2 separate regions of the Hordeum vulgare genome follow, and region 1 is linked to region 2. The links are chromatin contacts, called in public Hi-C maps. All regions are on one chromosome and are shown on one strand. Each heading gives the region's core, a stretch centred on a gene start, on an enhancer-like site or on the middle of the called end of the contact. The rest is flanking DNA. Distances are from core to core; before and after follow the strand shown.

Region 1 (5,085 bases), core at 24-2,523, 140 kb before region 2:
TCGATCAGTTTATCGCAGTATATATATACTCGAGGCAGAAGATAATGTGCTATGCTTATTACCCGTTCGGGGGGTGGATGTTGTTGAACGGTCCGTGTGTCGGAATCGGGCCGCAGAGATCGTTGCTTGAGAGATCCCTGCGAGCGAAACAGGACAGAGGAACGATCAAGATGAAGATCACTGGATTGATCGTCGAGAGAGAAGAAAACAACTGGAATTAAATGCTGAGAAAATCGTCCAACTTACACACTCATCTGATCGGGCAGCCCGGCCAGCTCGCTTGGGATCGGGCCGGTCAAGCGGTTCTGTTGAAGGTGCCTATCATCGTGCAGTCCGTCATTAGTATTAGGAGGTTATAAATGTTCAGAGTTCAGAGCCAACCTTGTTTTATGAGAATCACGGACAACTCGATCGACGCTTGAAAAGAAAAACACGATGGAAAACCTTTTGAAATCATGGACTCACAGCTGTTCCAGAGACTTGAGTTTCCCGAGCGATGCAGGTATTTGCCCTGAGAGGGTGTTGTTGTGCAAGTGCAGGGACTTCAGATTCTCCAAGTCGCCCAGCTCTTCAGGGATCGTTCCTTGGATGTTGGTCCACGAGATCCACCTGTAATTTTGAGCAGATGCATAGGAGTTAGTATATACAGTAATACTTTTTCTGAACAGGGTAGGTGCCCACATTTTAATCCATCATCACTGGCTGGGTCAGATAGAAAGGCTTACAGTTTCTTTAGCTGGTCCATCTTGCCGAGCTCCGGCGGTAGAGGTCCGGACAGGTTCTTATGGCCGATTTTTCTGTCAGAACAAAGAAACCCCGTATTGAAAATCGGATGAAGAGAACGAGGCGTCCAGAAATATACACTACGACTGAACGGAACGGAAGCAGTATGGAAGGGAAGAAGGATCGGTGTCGCCACACTCACATCTCGGTGACGCGGTTGGCCTGGCCGTCGCAGGTGACATAGGACCAGTCGCAGGTATTTAGCTCCGGGGTCCAGGTATACAGTGCGTCGTCAGGGTCCTGCAGGCCGCTCCGCATGGCCATGAGCGCGTCACGGTCACCGTCCAGGTCAGCCGCCGCGGGCGCCAGCAGCATGCTGGACACGACCGCCACGAAGACAGTCACCGCCAGGGGCACTCGGGCTCCCGCCGCCGTGGGCGCCATGGGGGCTAGCTGGGGTGGTGCGGTGATCAGAGGGGAGCGGGACGAGCTAGCACGGTGTTGTGACTTGTGAAGTTGCGAGCTGTGCTTTGGATGGTCGTCATACCGTGGTTTGCCGTCGGGTTTTATAGAGGGAGGAAGGCGCAGGCGACCGGTTGGTGATAGTACGCGTGTGAATTCCTACTCCACCTCTTTGTCAACACTGTGTCATGGGAAATCAAATGCTATGTGCAGCCCAAAAAGGTGAAGTTTTGGACAATGACAGCTGGCCACCTTTGGAAAGCTACGAAATGATGAATTTTTGGACAATGGCAGTTGGCCACCTTTTCCTCCGGAACTGTTTGAACTTCTCGTCTTTGTTAGAGTCATATGTACTCATATATAGATTTTGCTATTTTGATCGCATCCATTATGCATTATGGATAGTAGGGAGGAAGGCGCATGCGACGGGATGGTGGTAGTACGCGTGTGAACTCCTACTCCACCTCCCCGTCAACACTGTGGCATGGGAAATCAAATGCTATGTGCAACCCAAAAAGGTAAAGTTTTGGACAATGGCAGACCACCTTTGAAATGCTACGAAATGGTGAATTTTTGGACAATGCCAGTTGGCCACCTTTTCCTCCGGAACTGTTTGGACTTATCGTCTTTGTTAGAGTCATATGTACTCATATATAGATTTTGCTATTTTGATCGCATCCATTATGCGTTATGGATAGTAGGGAGGAAGGTGCATGTGATGAGATGGTGGTATCACGCGTGTGAACTCCTACTCCACCTCCCCGTCAACACTGTGGTATGGGAAATCAAATGCTATGTGCAGCCTAAAAAGGTAAAGTTTTGGACAATGGCAGCTGGCCGCCTTTGAAATGCTACGAAATGGTGAATTTTTGGACAATGGCAGTTGGCCACATTTTCCTCCGAAATTGTTTGGACTTATCGTCTTTGTTAGAGTCATATGTACTCATATACTGATTTTGCTATTTTAATCTCATCCATTATGCATTATGGATAGTAGTTTTTTTTACGGATATTAACTACACTCCGTGTCGTCCTGCACCGTGATAGATATATTGAATATATGCATGGCTTGATATACTGGTATAATTTAAAAATCATGGACAATAATGAATTGTAAAATACTTCTTCCGTCAGAGTCATATGTAAACATGGCAACTTACAACGGTGTCTGAAGCAATGTTATGTACATAAAATTTCTCCTAGTTTTCTCGTCCACCACACCCCTCCTTTTACCTTTTTTGCTCATATGAATAGTAAATTTAATTATTTTTCTAAAAGTTTTTTTTTATCATTTTTGAAATAGTATGACCATATATGTGCACATATTCTCACTTAGCAATTTTGTTAGTCCACGACAATTTTCTGTCTAGTGGAAATGCCACAGGCACCAAAAAGCATTGCAAAATGATGTGTGTTGTACAATTGATAGTTGACCACCCACCTTTTGATACTCTTTACATCGTATTGCCGTTCATCCAATATAGCATGGTTGTCACTGGACTGTTTGTCTGGTTAGATTATACATACTGGCCACAAGTTAGCATAGTTGTTGTCTTTCCATGGTATTAGAAATGGGGGGCCATGGGCTAAAGTCCTAGGCCATGCAGTCGAGCATGATAATAGATTTGGAGCAGGAATATATGTTGTTTGAAATAAAATTGAAAATCCACGACCAGGAACAATATAAATACTTCTTTCCCTCATCAAATAGAATAATAAAGTAGTATTGGATCACATTTCTACCAATGAAAGCTATAAATACATGTATTTTACAAAATTAACTCTCCCAATGTGTTGTATCTCCCTCCTAAAACCTCACATGAGCAGTATGTGGCTGACATATTTGTTTATGGAGGAATATTGTGTGTGCGTGTGTGCCCGCACGTGTGTGTGTGTGTGTTTATAAAAAAATCTATCAAATACACGAACATTTCAATTTAAAGAACACATGAATATTTTTATAAATATTGGAAACAATGTTCTAAGTCATGAACTCTTTTTAAGAAGGGTGAATATATTTTGCAAATCCATGAAAATATTTTTCAACCCAATGAACATTTTTACTTAAAATGCATGTACAACTTCATTGAGCTCTCATTGTCCCCGGGAAGCCCTTCTTCCACCTCAAGCTTTGTAACACTTGTGCAACCCCAAGAGAAAATCCACCAAGCAGGACTAGGGTTTTACGCCGCACGGTGGCCCAAACCTGGCTAAATCTGGGTCCTTCTCGTGCTCTGTGTGTAGCTTCTTCATGGTCGTGATCAGGTTGTAGATTGTAGAGAGATCCCCACAGTTCGAAGTCGGGTTCTTGGAGGGTTCCCTTAGGCTCAAACCCAATCGTCGATATTGACCTTACTTTGTTCTTTTCTTAACAATAAATAAGAACGACTCTGTGCATCACAATGATGCAGAGACCGCGGGTTTCTACCTCTTTTTCTAGAAAAAACACTTCATATCTGAAGGGGTCGTTGCAGATCCGAAGGTCCATGCACCACACAATCTGTTGTTAAAACCACATATATTCGTATGCGATCGACCATCCATGGAGGGGGTTAAGAACTCACAAGTGTTCCATGATTCCCTTTTAAAGCATCTCCAATGGCAGCCCCATAATTTGGTTCCCTAGTTTTAGGCATGGAGCGAGGACGTTTATGGGCACCAGAAAAATTGTATGCCTTTCTAGCAGACCTAAAACTTGAGGTCAAGAGTGGTGAACGAGCGGCGAACAATAAATGCACGCAAGGTGCTCGACAGGTCGATCAGGAGCTGGGGGGGGGGAACAAGTCATATCCCCTCTAATCTTGTATTTTGGCGAAAGTTATATGGTTTCGAGACAAAGGGGATATAATTTCTCCTAGTTTACTCCTCCACCACACCCCCCCCCCTTTACCTTTTTTCTCATATGAATAGTAAAGTTAATAATTTTATTAAAAAATATTTTTTATCATTGTTGAAATAGTATGACCATATATGTGCACATATTCATAGTTAACTTTTTATAGAGGAAGGAAGGCGCGGGCGATGGGATGGTGATGGTGCGCGTGTTAACTCCTACTCTACCTCCTTGTCAACACTATGGCATGGGAAATCAATTTCTATGTGCAACCCAAAAAGTTTTCGACAATGGCAGCTGGAAAGGCATACAATTTTTGGAATGCTCCGAATTGATGAACTTTGGACAATGATAGTTGGACTCCTTTGCTCCGAAATGATGATTTTTTGCACAATGGCAGCTGGTCACCTTTTCCTCCAAAACTGACGGATTAATTTGGACTTATCGTCTTTGCTAAGTCATATGTAGTCATATATTTATCATTTTGATCGCGTCCATTATGCATTATGCATAATAGTTTTTTGACGGGTATTAAACTATCCTTGTTGTCATGCACCGTGATAGATATATTGAATATATGCATGGCTTGATATACTATTATAATCTAAAAATCATTGACAATATTGAATTGTAAAATACGTCTTTCGTCAGAGTCACATATCAAGATGGCAATATACAAAGCGTCTGAAGCAGTGCTGTGTACATATAATTTTTCCTAGTTTACTCCTCTACCACACGCCTCCCTCCATCCATTTTTTTCCTCAAATGAATAGTAAAGTTAATATTTTTTTCTAAAAGTTATTATTATTATTATTATTGAAACAGTATGACCATATATGTGCACATATTCTCACCTAGCAAATTTTTAAAGTAAACGTTTACAGCCGGTGCGCCGGCCGAACGTTCGATCCCGCGCTGCTTCCCCTGCGCTGCCGCCGCCCGCATCGCCGGTGCCCGCCTCCGTCAGCCGCCCGCTCCGCCGGTTCCAGCATCCGCCTGTCGTCTTCGTTGCCTGCTGCCATGATCGGGCTCACGCGTATAGAAGTGTTGGAACCGTCATCTAAAAA
Region 2 (4,857 bases), core at 1,430-3,929:
TTACTGTTTTCAATACATGAACAGTTTCCAATGCGATAGGGTTCGATAACATGGCAGACACAGTTCCAAAGGGTCATATTAACAGCTGCTAGCAGCCTGGCATAATTCTTTGAAACATGACAAACTTGTGTGTTAATGGGCCATAATCAGAATATGCATTTCGGTTTGATCGGACAAACTTGTGCGTTAACATCCCATGACCTGAAATACTCAATATTATGCTGAAAAAATGCACACATGTGCTCATACATGAATGTTGCAATTAGATTAAACTTCAGTTTGCTAATATGGTGATACACAATGGATTCAACATAAAACCACCAAATTGCAGGTTCTAGATATGCATTGTTCCATACCATCTAAAAGTATTTTCACTCGGAATTTGTGCTGCTGACAAGGTTCGTGAGAGGCCAAACAGAATGAACCAACAACGTAATATATATGACACTCAATACACCATATCAAGTAAAACCAGAAAAAAATCATGAGAGAGAATACCCACTATCTGGTCCACCAAGTTGTGCAATTGCATCCACAAAGCGACTATGGAGATCTGAAGTCCATCTTAGACGTTGTTTCCCACTCCCTACAGGATTAGCAGGGTTGCTTATGTTGGATCCACCGAAAGCTCCAATATTACTTACATGCTCACTATTCTGAGCCCTCTGTGGTGCAAAGGGCACAGAAAAGTTCTTAGCATGGTACATCATGAGAGTACTGCAACAATTGTAAGAAATTGTCATACACATCAGTAAGGCCAAGAAATGTTATAATTTAGGATGAAACAAGTCTACATTATGATGCCATCCTGTATATCTAACAGAATATATCAAGTTGATGGTAGAATGTAAGCAAGGCGACATATTTTTCTGGTACAAGGAGAACTCGTCGTCAGTTCAGGAAATCTTGGTCAGCGTATTTATTCCAAGATCTCGAAAAGTTGGCAAGTCTCCTACTCTTTTCAGAAAATATGCCTTTTATACTCAAAGGACTACTGCTACAAGTAAATAAGCAAAGTGGGCGACACTGAACATGGAAGACAATATTGACACAACAGAGCACCGTAACTAAAAACATAAAATCTTTATTCTAGCGGTACTATCAAAATATCCAAATAGCCAACGACAATAGAGCAATTTTATAACCTCTCCAAATCACATTAAGAACACAAGTTCATCCCAGGCTGCTAACTGAATTCCACATGGAAGGAACATAAAAAAAATATTCAAGCAAAAGACGAAGACCAGTTCAGCTAGCTTAACTGAACGCAGCAACTGAGACTAAAAGTTTGACAAATAAAACTAATAGCACCGGGCACTGATAGCAGCTTGGCGCCAGTATGTCGAAGAATCACCAGCAGATAGAGTTTGTGGTAAAATGCTGAATGGAGCCTGTGGTTCCTGAAGCGAGGTAGTAACAATCTGATAACTCGTTGCTATGTAATGTGTTTGTTGACAGAGAGTTGCTATGTTATTTTATCGCTGCGCTTCTGGTTTATTTTGCTTACAACGTGTATGTTGGATGGAACTACAGCTCTGCTCTGCCCTTCCCATCAAAAAGAAAAAGCTCTGCTCTGCCCTTAAAAACCGCAATTAAATTTCGTTAACGACGCTGAGGGCAATCCCTTCTCTGAAAGAAAGGGGAAAAAAAAGAATCAGCTGCCCTGGAGGTAATCTCAGTCATTCCCAAATGCCAATAGAAGGTCCCTACACAGAACACCTCCCAAAGGCCAGTCTGATGGAAGCAGCGGTTCCAATCCGACGATTATCACCAAATTACGCTACAAGTACAAAATACATCAAACCGATTGGATCGAGATCACGGCCATACGCAAATACCATGTCCATCACAAAAATCCAACCTAGCCTTTTCCGGCCTCAGAATCGCACAAGCCGGCACAAGAACAGCGACGCACGGCTCATAAACCAAAACAAGCTTACGAGCAAGGAAATCGCCGAAACACTACTCGCACCACAGAAACACGTCAGAAGCGACGCCACCGCCCAAACGTGATCTCCCTCCCTGCCCATGTTTTTAATTTATTTAATACCGCGCTTCTCACATCCACCCGCAGCAAACGGAATGGAAATCTCACGAGGAACACCAGGAAATCCACTCCGAGGTCAGTAAAATTCACACTGACTACGCTCGCCACTAGCAAGAGAGGAGCGCCACTCACTCACCGGCCCCTGGTACACAATTCCGCCGCAATACGCCTCGCCGAGCCGCGATCTCGACCTCACGGAAGACACGGGCAGAACAGACAGAACCCCTTCCCGCCCCCTCCTCGCCCCTGACTAGCAGACACGCCTGAATTCAGTAAGAGACCGGGAAAGGCATGGGGGGCGGAAGAGCTGGGAGCCGGCGCTTACTTACCGGCACGGAAGAAGGACGCCGCCGCCGCCGCCGCGACCGGGACCGGGGCCTCCTCGCAGTCGCAGGTGCGCCGCGCTCGTCGGGGGGATAGAGAGAGAGATAGAGAGAGAAAGAGAGAGGGAATCAAATGCTGCTGCTGCTGCGTGCTGCTGTGGAGGGCCAATCAGGCGGATGCCCCAATCGGGCGCTGGGGTCCGGGCGGGGAGGCGAGGATGGGAGCGGTGGTGGTGCGAACGGGAATGGGAGGGGAGGGGAGGGGAAAGCGGCTGGTGGTGGTGTCCGGCGAAAGCGACGCCGCGAGAGCGGAGGGCTTGGGAACGGAGACACACACACAACACACAGACAGATCTTTTACACCATTCTCCCCCTCCGATGCGCACCGTGGGCCGGCCCGGGCGGGCCTATCCACCAGTACTGCCCCCGGCCCTGGCCCCGCGGCCCCCTGGGTCCTGACCTGTCAGCGAGCTACTAGCAGCACCCGCTAGTGATGTGGCAGTGGCAGTGGCACTGTACCAGATCTTTGTTTGTTTGCCGCGGCGAGCACGGCTTTCCGTCGCCGGGGACACTGTTCGACTGCGGGGACTGTGCTTTGCTTAACCCGCGAGAATCTTCGGGGCCGCGCCGCATTGATGGCAGATTCCCCGCTGCCATTCCATCCCGTCCCATTCCCAGCCCGTCTACTCCGTCCGTCCTCCGTCACGTGGCGCACAGCGCCATGCCCTTCCCTCGCTTGCCATCATCGGACCGGGCGCACGTGCATTCATGAGTCCCCAGCCGTGTCTTGCTAGGCGCTTCCGTGCATTTATTACCGCTGGCAAAACGTAACAAAATGCATGCTTGCCCGTTGCTGGAAGGGAACTGGAAACGGCCCAAAAGCAGACCCTGCCACGACGAACAAAACGGGAGACGAATAACTCCGCGCCTACAAAATACAGCTGGAAAGTTCCAGCGATCGGAGGAGGATCTAGGAAGAAGTTTTTTTTTATTTTTATTTTTCTGAGATAAAGATCCTGGGAAGAAGTGTGTGCGACGCAAGCGATCCCGGTACAATCATGGCCCAGGAAGGATTCAAGGGGAAGAAAGGAGGGGGAACGCCGGCCACCCATGATGCCCCTATCTATCTATCTATCTAACGGCAAAGGGGGGCAAAGGGAGGTGACCTCGAACGGAAAAATCATTGTGATTTGCGATGCGAGCACTCTCGGACTCACCAGCAAAAGTACCTCAAAAGCGACGAGGGTTTGGACAAGAAACGCAGAGGCGAGGCCCCCGCCACGAGGAAGAAGAAAGCTTGGGCGACAGGTCATCTCATCTCATCTCGTATGCATCAACCCTCCGTCGCTGCATGCGCGCGGAGGATTTTAAAAAAAATAAAATGATAAAGTAGAAAGGCGTGGACTTCCGTTTTACGATAGATATCGATCTGTTCAACCTTCAACGCAGCGCCCTGGAGTCTGGTCGGTGGGTCACCTGCCCCTGCCAGTTTGCTTCAGGTAGCACTGAAAATTTCCTTGGACTGTGGCCGGGGCCGGCCGGCCCGGGAGCGACACGGAGGAGATGGCAGGCTCCAGTTGACAGGCCCCGGGGGGCCGGCAGCGGCGCGGATCAATTCGACCGGACGGCGACGCCATCGGCTGCAAAAGCGTCATCAAAGGAAAGGAGCCCGCTTTGGCGTTGCAAGTATTCGGGGTTTTGGCAGCGGATTCTCTATTAGCCAACTCCTATTTATTACTGTACCACACCAAACGGTCGTCTTCATTCGTTCAACGTGTTAATGGATCCGTGTCTCAAAGGACGTGGATGTCACCTAGAGAGGGTGAATAGGCGCTTTAAAATAATTAAGGTTTAGGTTTGAACAAATGCGGAATAAAACTAACGTTTAATATGTCAAGCACAAAATCTCAAACAACTAGCCTCACCTATGTGCACCAACAACTTATGCTAAACAAGATAAACAACTAAGTGATAGCAAGATATATGACAAGAGACAATATGGCTATCACAAAGTAAAGTGCATAAGTAAAGGGTTCGGGTAAGAGATAACCGAGGTACGCGAAGACGATGATGTATCCCGAAGTTCACACCCTTGCGGATGCTAATCTCCGTTGGCGCGGTGTGGAGGTACAATGCTCCCCAAGATGCCACTAAGGCCACCGTAATCTCCTCACGCCCTCGCACAATGCATAATGTCGTGATTCCACTAAGGGACCCTTGAGGGCGGTCACCGAACCCGTACAAATGGCAAACCTTGGGGGCGGTCATCGAACCCGTACACGTGACAACCCTTGGGGGCGGTTACCGGTACCCGTACAAATTGCTCGGGGCAATCTCCACAACCTAATTGGAGACCCCGACGCTTGCCCGAAGCTTCACACCACAATGATTGAGCTCCGAGACACCACCAAGCTTCTAGGACGCCAAAGCATCCACGAAGAACAATATCTAGGGTACTAAGTATCAAAGGTAATAAGCTTCTCAAAC

What was found. A called contact is a pair of places that touch in the nucleus more often than the background predicts.
Region 1: a contact with region 2 is called in a Hi-C map of leaf, with 4 times the contacts expected there. The contact joins the promoter of LOC123413626 here to the promoter of LOC123444133 in region 2. A contact is called at or near these places in 3 of 6 Hi-C or Micro-C datasets (leaf and seedling).

What each region holds. Positions count from the first base shown.
Region 1 is chr1H:448,452,326-448,457,410 of MorexV3_pseudomolecules_assembly, reverse strand. LOC123413626 (leucine-rich repeat protein 1-like) reads right to left here and starts at 1,273. Exons shown (of 6, transcript XM_045106563.1): 1 at 926-1,273; 2 at 726-797; 3 at 466-609; 4 at 247-318; 5 at 63-137. The coding sequence starts at 1,167.
Region 2 is chr1H:448,314,337-448,319,193 of MorexV3_pseudomolecules_assembly, reverse strand. LOC123444133 (myb family transcription factor PHL7-like) reads right to left here and starts at 2,679. Exons shown (of 7, transcript XM_045120763.1): 1 at 2,377-2,679; 2 at 503-717. The coding sequence starts at 710.